Regions from separate parts of the Mus musculus genome. Here region 1 is linked to region 2. The links are chromatin contacts, called in public promoter capture Hi-C maps. All regions are on one chromosome and are shown on one strand. The core of a region is the stretch at or near the end of the contact, and the rest is flanking DNA. Distances in the headings are between cores, read along the strand shown.

Region 1 (4,499 bases), core at 280-2,779, 3.0 Mb after region 2:
AAATGGGACCTCAAAGAAAGCAAACTTACCTCTGCCCTGGGGCCAGCATGTGTCCATGATCTCAGAGTGATGTAAGGCCTCCCTTCCCTCCCTCCACTGCCCCTGGGGATGGATCAGTTCTCCCTGGTGTTCATTTGCTTGTTTAGTTTTGTTTGTTTTCTTTAACCTATGTTATCTCTAGTTTGGTTTGGGTTTTAATGTCTACTTTGTATTTCCCACACAGCGGCCTTACTGCTAATACACATCTCTGGCCTAGCTTTACTAACCAGGTCCTCAGTTTTTCTTCCTGTTATTAACCTGTTCATTTTTCCATCTCGCCTTCACTTTGACTTTCTCAAGCTCTATGGAGAGCCCCCCTGCCCCTGCCTCCACCCCCCTGTTGCCGGTTCTTCCCCCGCTGGCCCACCCCCATTGCCGTCTACATTGCCTTCAGCACTGGTTCATAGAATGGTCTTGGATCAGCCTCACTGAGAACTGTTGGAAGGGCAATTCCTTAGGCCCACTCCAGAGCTGAACTCTAGGGTAAGCACCTACATACCCGTTCTAACACACCCATCATGTGGTTCTAATCCTCTCTGAGCTTTGAGACGCTCTGGCCCACTTAACCAAGCCCCAACACCTCCTCGTTGTGGTGTGTGCAGCAGACTATGCACTCCAATGGCCACTGCCTTCTCCCTTCCTATTTTACCACTTGCACTTAACGACCTTTCAGTTTTATTCTCTTATTAGCTATCCAACATGCATTTGTCTTTCTGCTCTAAGCACCAATAATAAATAAACCAAGACAGTGAAACTTCTGGGCGGCCAGTTGCCAAGCAGAAAGGCTCTGCCGTAGGACGTCACCTGGATGGGTACACACCACATAATTTTATAGCAGAAGCCCTGTCATAATGCCCTACCACCACCACCCCAGCCACACAGTCACATCAGGATTTTCTGGAACCTTAAAAACAAAACTAAACAAACAAAGGATGCCAGAACATAGTCCAAGACCTATGGAAATAGTCTTGTAAACCTGGTCTTTGTTTTTAACGTTTCAACAGAGCTGGATCACTGGAAGCTGTGCTTAGGACCGGCATTCAATCCGTCGGTTTTTGAATGCTTAGTCAATCACTTAGAGAGGCTAACAGGCCCTCGGCTCTGCCTATCCCTCAGCTCGCCTCTCCAGCTCTGCTGTTTTGTTTGTTTGTTTGTTTGTTTGTTTTTCTTTCTTCTGATTTCACTTTCCACTTCCTCTGACCGCCAAACAGCAGCCACAACTAACAAACGGAACTATTCTTTTTCTGTTCCATTGCTTTTAGTTATTGTCCTAATCTATGGGGACTCAAGGTAATATGTCCCCGGGTGTCCAGCTTCTGACAGTGACCTCAAATCAGGGACACCCCTTAAACAGCTCAAGTTTCTCCAGGTTTCTGGCTATTTTGCACCAGCTTAGAAGCTTCCCAAGGCTCATCATAATGATCTCTGGTGCTCTCTGCAGTGGCTATGAATCCCTGAGCCCGATCACCTGCAGCTGGGTGAACCAGCTCAGTTCTTCAGCCTTGCTAGAGGCAGGCTCAGCCCAGGAAGCTAACCTGTGAGAAAGTCCAAGGGTGTCCGGGTAGAGAATGAATGAGGAAGTTCTCTGAACCCAGCGGGTGGTTAAAGAGAAATCGAAACTCAGCTGTTAAAACCGCTCTCCTTGCTCTTCAGAACCCCTTCCTCGAGCCTCCTTAGAAGCCCTTACCAGCATCCGTCCCTCAAAGGCTGTGGCCAGGACCCCACGGGCTGTGGACCATGTACACCCGCAGTAAGGTGGTGGGCCCAGGCTTGGGCACTTCCTCCATCTCTCGGGACCACGCTGGAGCTGGGCAGCGCAGGGAGCTGGGCTTGCAGCAAAACCGGAGACAGAGTTTGGAGGTGGCAGCTCCCGAGGGCCCCAAGATGGAGAGGCAGGGGCATGCTGACCAGGGAAGGTAAGTATTTGCAAGCTGCCTTGGAAGCAGGAAGTCCTGTTCCCGAATATAATCAGGCCCCAGGTACCTTCCTGGTCTTTGGAGTTTGAAATCACAGAGGCTTAATAACAGGGATTTTGAAAGAGTTATATATCATTTACCTCTTTAAAATCACCTAGGAATTGATTTATTATGCCTTGCACCTGCCTGTTTGCAGACCTTTATAGCAGATTCTCACCCCCAGTCCACTGATTCTTAAGACTGGCTCAAGGATTAAAAGATGAATACATGCAACCTGGGCTTTTCATTCTTTATGAAAGTAAGTTTTTCTTTACTAGAGAAAGGGGTGGCGGCTCTAAATGGGACTACCATGCTAGAATAAAGGCAAGAAGGAGCGTGATGCAGAGGGTCCAGATAGCCTTAAAGCTATCTGGAAGTTCTCTAATGGTCTAACTTAAAGTTTCCATCAGTACAGCTGGGAGTGAGGACCCCAGACGCTCAAGATTGGATTGCATGCTAAGCAAAGCAGGGACTCATAGGAGGCGTTTATTCTTGATCTGCTGTTTAAGGACTGACGGTGGCATCCTGAACTCGAGCTCCCCCCCCCAATTTTTTATTAGATATTTTCTTCATTTACATTTCAAATGCTATCCCGAAAGTCCCCTATACCCCCCCCCCCGCTTCCCTACCCACCCACTCCCACTTCTTGGCCCTGGTGTTCCCCTGTATTGGGGCATATAAAGTTTGAAAGCAAGCTTTGTAGAACACCAGCGACCCTCTCCTTGCACGGGGTGGAATGGGCTTTTTTTTTTCCCACTCAGCACCATGGTTTGAAGTGCCGCCTCTGTGAATTAGAACTGTACAAATGGTTTTATTTTTAGTTTCCCTGCTTTGCAGCGACTTCTTTGTTGCAAGAAAGACAAATGCTGGTTGCTAAGGAACAGCTACCTAACCTTATGACCAATACACACTAGCACTAGAGATTCTTTCATCCCCATGTCGTTTCTGAAGGTAGGGAGGTTATGATACCATTCAGGGTAGCTACCCTTAGATGGGGCAGGTGATCTGGGAGTCAATCAGAGACTGTGGAATTTCTCTCAGAATAACTGGCATCTTGCCATAACCGAAGTTCATTAACTCCGAGTCACATGTCTATAAACTGGTCTCACACTTATGAGTAGTTAATGATAAAAATCCTTTTATTAGGAAGCATCCATTTAGATATAAGCACGTCTTTGTATGCTCCTCTCATCTCGTGGGCACTAAGCAGTTGTCTCTTTCTGTTTTCTGATGGGATGCTAATCGCTCCCTCGTCTTGCTGGACCAAATCCCTCTGAAAGGAACAGTTTGCTGCTAGAACATTAGAGAACTTCCTGAAAGACATCAGTTGCTTCATTAGAGTTGGCGGTAGTCAGCAGCATTAGAGAATGCTCTCCCCTTTGGGTGCTTAACATCTGAGTGTTTGGACCACTCTGGATTCAGCTTGTATCTTTATTCACTATGTCAACTCGCTGAGTTGCTTCCTTAATTAAGTTGGTAGGTAAAGGGGCTTGCATGAGAGCAAAACAAAACGGCATCTCAGTTAACACAACAACAAAAAATTAGGAAGGTCTTATTTATCTGGGGGAGAAAATTTAGGAGATGTGTGTGTGTGTGTGTGTGTGTGTGTGTGTGTGTGTGTGAGAGAGAGAGAGAGAGAGAGAGATGGAAAATAAGAAAGGAGGATGCTAAGTGTCTTAATAGTGCATTTGTGTGGCAAAGGTAACTTTAACCTCATTTGTAGGCAACCTTCTTCTGTTAGTTCATGTGGGCAACAGATTCAATGTGGGGATTACAATCATAGGCTTTGATGCCTAGTCGATGAGTTCAAGTTCTGATTCTATGGTGACTTGCTCTCTGAATATCATGCTTAGCTACTATGTGCCTCCATTTTCTCATTACTAAAGGTGACATGATCGCATCCTTTAAGCTAGTGTTCAGTAAATGCTGACAAGCTGACAGCCATGACTTCATGTAACAGCCATTTATTGATGATGCTATCATGAGAAAACATATTGACTTAAAAGACCTTTTTTACAAAATAAAATACACAAGTGCTCTGGTAGTTTTGTGCCAATTTGACAGAAGCTAGAGTCCTTTCAGAAGAGGGAACGTTAATTGAGAAAATGCTCCCACTTGATTGGCCCATGACAAGCCTGTGGTGCATTTTCTTGATTGAAGATTAACACGGGAGGGCGGAGCTCACTGCGAGTTGTGCCACCCCTGGTCCTGAGTGCTATGGGAAAGCAGGCCTAGCAACCCACTAGAAGAAGCCAGTGTGTATCACTCCTTCTTGGCTTCTGCATCAGCTTCTGCTTCTGGGTTCTAGCCTTGAGTCCCTGCCCTGACTTCTTTTGGTGATAGAGTATGACCTGAGAGTTGTAAGATGAAATTTGAAATGTAAATAAAGAAAATATCCATTAAAAAAAAGGAAAAGAAAAAAAGAACATTCAAGTAAGAATCAGCACTAGGTCTATGGAACCCATCGTGTAGAGATCTCTTATATGCTGGCCCTAAATAAATGCA
Region 2 (5,012 bases), core at 792-3,291:
TGAAAGATGAACACCTCCCTCCACTACTTTTAAAGCAATGGTATTCTCAAAGACATGCCAGCACAGCACACATGCCAACTCTACCCAACCTTGGGAGGAATCATGAGTAATACTGAAGTGTTGGAATAACTCTAAGCCTGCTACTGAATAGCGCGAACACGTTAGCATGGGGCATTCTGATTCTCCATTCTGCAGTACACAGCCATTCTAACTATGGCAGATGGGAAGGAAAACATGGGGTGACTTTTTAAGGTTAATGATTCAGGCGACTCTTAGAATAACTTCTACTTGAGAAGCTGTAACTATGAGGTCCTATCAAGAGCCTCTCCAGCTGTTGAAAACTGAGTTCTGGAATTTCCCCTCTGCTTACCCATTCCTGACAATCCTTAAACCCAAATATCACCGTTTAATGACTCCAGAGGAGTGCTTCTAGCCTCCAATGGACTCAGAACTCCATCTAAATTTTCAATTGGTCTCCTGATTAAATGTTTATGGAATTAACCAGAAACCTAGCCTCCGAAAGCCACAGCTGGCTCCCCTGCCCCGCCCCCTAGTCTTCCTTTATAAGTAGCTGAAGGACCCCATCTGAAAGCCAAGCCATTCAGAAGCCTAAGAGACCTGATGCAAGTCGGAAGAGACAACGACAGTCGTGAGGTCTAGGCAATGGCACAAAAGTGGGGCACCCACTGCCCTGGGAAACGCTAGGCGCTCGCTGGGGTACAAATCGTCCCGCAAAGAACAGAACAGGATATGGTCGGAAACTTAAGTCAGATCTGCACGGATTCCCAAGGCCCCAACCCTCTTCCACCACCCTCCTTCCTGTTTATGGGTCCACTCCCACAACTCCGACTACTAAAGGGAAAGCAGACATCTCCAAAATATGTCAACACATGACACAACTTGAAGAAGCAGGCTGCTCTGTGGCGCGGGTTACAACTTGCCGGGCTCACACTGGCAAACAGGCTCACTTTAATTACTTTTCATTTACTATGCCACGCTTCCCCTCCAGGGCCCCCGCAAAGACCGGGGTTAGTGAGAACCGGGGAGCCCCGGTGGAGGGAACCAAAATGTGTGGGCGGAGAGCCAGACACCAGCCTCTGCTCGCACAGGCGCAGAACCAAGGTTGGCACCGCCTCTCTGGCTGCAGCAAGCCACGGTCGCGCGGCGCGGAGGCCGGGGCCCCGACACTACGCGGAGAGGACAGGGCTAGCCGACGGCCGGCCACCTTTGTCTGGCCTTCCCCACCCACCAGGACGCAGAATGCTTCCATGTAGAGGTCCACGACTTGGTTCGTGTTCTGGACTTGCTCGCGGTCGCCCGAGATGCCCCCACTTCCCGCGCGCCAGGAACAGCTCCTAGGCGCATCCCTGCGCTCCTGCACCACGGTCGCAGGTCGCCGGGGCCAGGAGGACCACCGTGCCCGCTACAACCACCGTGCTCGTTGCAGAACCCGCTCCTGCCGAGCCAATCTAGTAACACATTCGGGCCCGGCGGGAAGGAGCGACAGCCCGGCTCGCACACGCGTGGCCAGCCCCGGCCTTGTCTCACCTGCCCGAACCGTGTCCGAGAGGTCATGTCCCGGGGCCGTAGTCCTGGGAAACTCCTTCAGCTTCCTGGCGCTCAGGTTCAAGCCCCCAGAGTTGGCCGCCTCCTCCAGCGCGCGCTCCAAACCACGGTTCAAGGGCAGGTTGAAGCCGGTGCCGCCGGTGCCTCCGTGGTGCTGGTGGTGTTGGTGGTGTTGGTGGTGCTGGTGGAGATGCGGGTGCAGGGCGGTTACCGAGAGAGCGGGCGCGAAAGCTTGGGGTTCGCTTCCCGGCGTCGCCATCTTCTCCCGGTCCCCCGCCCCGCCGCTCCTGCGCGGGGTCACAGGTTTCCCCGGCGGTCCCGAGTCCCCGCAGCGCTCCCTCGAAAGCCGCGGGACTGCGGGAGGGGCGGCAAGCGGCGCAGAGGTGGAGGCAGCAGTTCGATCGCCAAGGTTTCCAGCCGGGGGAGCCAAGGGCTGCGGCGGCGGCAGCGACGGCAGCGGTGGCGCGCCTGTGTCTGCTCGTGCTCGCGCCCCCGCCCGCCGCTCCTCCTCCGCAGCTTGTTGGCGCTCCACCCCCGAAGCTGGCTGGAACTGGATGCACATTCTGGGTGACTTTCTCTCCAGCCCGACCCCTTGTAGTTTACACATCTGCGGGCCAGGGTATTTTGTCGGTTTCGTTTTTGTCTTCTGGGATTTTTTTTAAGCCGTTTATGAAAACCCAGGCGAGGCGGGAGACAAGATTTGGAATACAAGGTCACAGGGAGGAGAGTGGTTCTGGTTGATTGATCCAGAGTTGCCCCCAAAAGCAGTTTTTCCACTGTGGGTTTACCCTCACGGACGCCCCCTGGCATTTAGGTGCTTACCATACAAAATCTCTCACTAAATCCAGGAAATCTGTGAGTGGAAAAATTGCTTCCTTCAGCGAGAGGAAGTTAAAGCGAGCCGCGATCACCCCTGCAGAATTCGAACACGCAGCCCACAGTCACCAAAATTTTGCACCTTCACTACAGACCACAGGAACAAGAAAGACTTCAGGGCAAATAGACAAATCTATAGAGGAAGGGCTTTGAGAAAGGGTAATTTTTATGATAAAATACCCAAATTATTACTCCAAGCGTTAGAACGCCAAAGACCTAGTGATCACAAAGGTCATATCTTAAACCTAAGCCTAGGTACTATGAAATGTTCCGGGTGCGCCACCTTCTTATTCATGTGAGGCATGGGAACTGAACTGTCTGATTGCAAACAAATCTTCTGCCATGGGTTGACCTACAGTGGGCGCCTGAGCCAGGCCTTGCACCCCATGGAAGAGCCAGAGGACCTGTGTCACCTAAAGCCACCCAGCTGGAAGACTGATAAAGCCTCCATTCCCTTCCCACACCTTAACAGCCTGGGACCCAAAGCTTGATAGTCTCTATGGAGTGACTCGGCTTGGAGAAATGAGGCTGGAGTGAAGTATGGACATGATACAACTTTATCATACATACTACAGTAATGCAGATCTGTGATAGTCTAGGCAGCCGCGTGGACCTAATGACTTCTTGGGCTCAGCACTAAGTATGACATGATCTATGTCACTTGCATGGACTTCGCTACAGGGCTACCCCTTAATTCCTGAGATTCCAGGCTGAGAGCAAATCCTACTTATTCCGGAAGAAACAGGCGCCACCTAGTGGTGTGCCGCCCTCACCCCCCACCACCTTCCTCCTCTCTGGCTCCACTTCCTTCAAGTCTCTATGATTTCATAAACTGTGCCTTAAGCTTAGTTTTGTTTTCACCCTGTTCTGTAGGCGGTCTCTTCGATCTGTTGCTTCCTTTGTGGTGTAGAAGCATTTTCATTTCATTCAATCTTGCTTGACAGTTTTTGTAATCATTTCCTGTGAGCTTAGGGCTCTTTTCAGAGAATCCTTCCCAATTCCTGCATCATGGAGGGTTTTTTCCTGTTTTCCTTTGACCATTTAAGGTTTTTGAGTGTTATATTAAGTGCTTTGATCCATTTTGAATTGATCTTTGGGCAGGGCAAGATACAGAGATCCAGTTTAATTCTTCCACATGCAGAATCTAGCTTTCCCAGCGCGATGTGCCAGAGACCTTCTTTTCTCTGGTGTGTGCTTTGGGTACCTAGTGAGGTAGCCTTAGGTGCAGCTGCACTGATTCATTCCTGAATCTTCTGCTCCTTTGAGTTACGTGGTTTTGTGGCAACACCATGCTGTGTTTCTTCCTGCAGTTCTGTGATACTTAGAATCTTCTATTGCCATTCCTCCAGCCATTACCTTTTTTGTTCAGTATTGTTTTGACTACCCAGCATCATTTGAAATTTAGGTTGTCAATATCTAGGATGTTAAAAGAATGACAGAAAAATATTAAACACCCAAGAAATCTATCCAGTCAACAAATGGGCAGATGAAATGAACAGACACTTCTCAAAAGATAAAGTACAAATAATTTAAAAAAAAAAAAGATGCAAAATATGTTCAGAGTCCTTAACCAGGGGGAGCTGTAATCAAAACTGCAATGAGAATACATCTTACCACCAGATAAAATGGCTAGCACTAAAACAAACAGCATCGGATACTGATGAGAATGAAGGAGAGGAGGGGAAGGAAGACTTAGGTCCCTTTAGCAATAACATCAACTAGTATAGCCACTGTGGAAATCAACATGAAGGGTCTTCCAAAACTAAAATAAAGGTAGAACCACATTCTGATATTATATTATATACTGTGGTGGAATATTGAAAGATAAAGACAGAATGCCAGGTGCAGAAAATAAAAAGAAAATTAAAATAAAAAAAACAGAACATCTGTATAAAGAGTTCTGATCCAGCTGCAGCATTCTAGAGAATACACCCAGAGGAGCCTAAGCCAATACACTACAAATACACACACATCTGTGGCTCTATGGACAAGTTATAGAATCAGCCTGGGCATCTGAATAAAGAATAGGCAGTATTATATACACAGCGGAGTTTTGTTCAGTCATAAGGAAGAACAAAATTGTGTCATTTGCGAGGAAATGGATAGATCCAGAGTTCAGCATACTGTGCAATATATGCCAGACTCAGGAAGACAAATACTCTAACACAGAGAGTTGATGACCGAGAAAGGGGCCTATCTGGGAAGAGAAGGGGGACTTGTTTGATGGGACACCAGAGAAGATAATGGGAGGAGATATGAGAAAAGAACATAGCTAACTTTAACAAAAATGTCATTATGAAAATCTACAATCTTACACAATGAACATGCACTGCCCTGCTTTGCTTTCTAATGCTGTGATCAACGCCACGGCAAAAAGTAATTTAGAGAAAAAAAAAGGTTTACGCTTAGAGCTTAGCCATCCTGAGGAGAGGTCAGAGCAGTGGCAGGAGCTGAAGCAGTCGTTGGAGGAATGCTTCTTACTGGCTGGCTCCTCACAACTTGTTCCTCCTCCTCTTTTATACAACCCAAGACCACCTGCCCACACAAGGAACTGACTACAGTAGGCTGGG

The links. Promoter capture Hi-C pulls out the DNA fragments that hold promoters and counts their contacts.
Region 1: a promoter capture Hi-C map of pre-B cells shows a contact between it and region 2, with 3 times the contacts expected there. The contact joins the promoter of Epsti1 here to the promoter of Lrch1 in region 2.

Annotation. Positions count from the first base shown.
Region 1 is chr14:77,902,710-77,907,208 of GRCm38.p6, forward strand. Epsti1 (epithelial stromal interaction 1 (breast)) reads left to right here and starts at 1,530. Exons shown (of 12, transcript NM_029495.2): 1 at 1,530-1,955. The coding sequence starts at 1,777.
Region 2 is chr14:74,945,836-74,950,847 of GRCm38.p6, forward strand. It overlaps Lrch1 (leucine-rich repeats and calponin homology (CH) domain containing 1), which reads right to left and starts at 2,042. Exons shown (of 19, transcript NM_001252132.1): 1 at 1,549-2,042. The coding sequence starts at 1,825.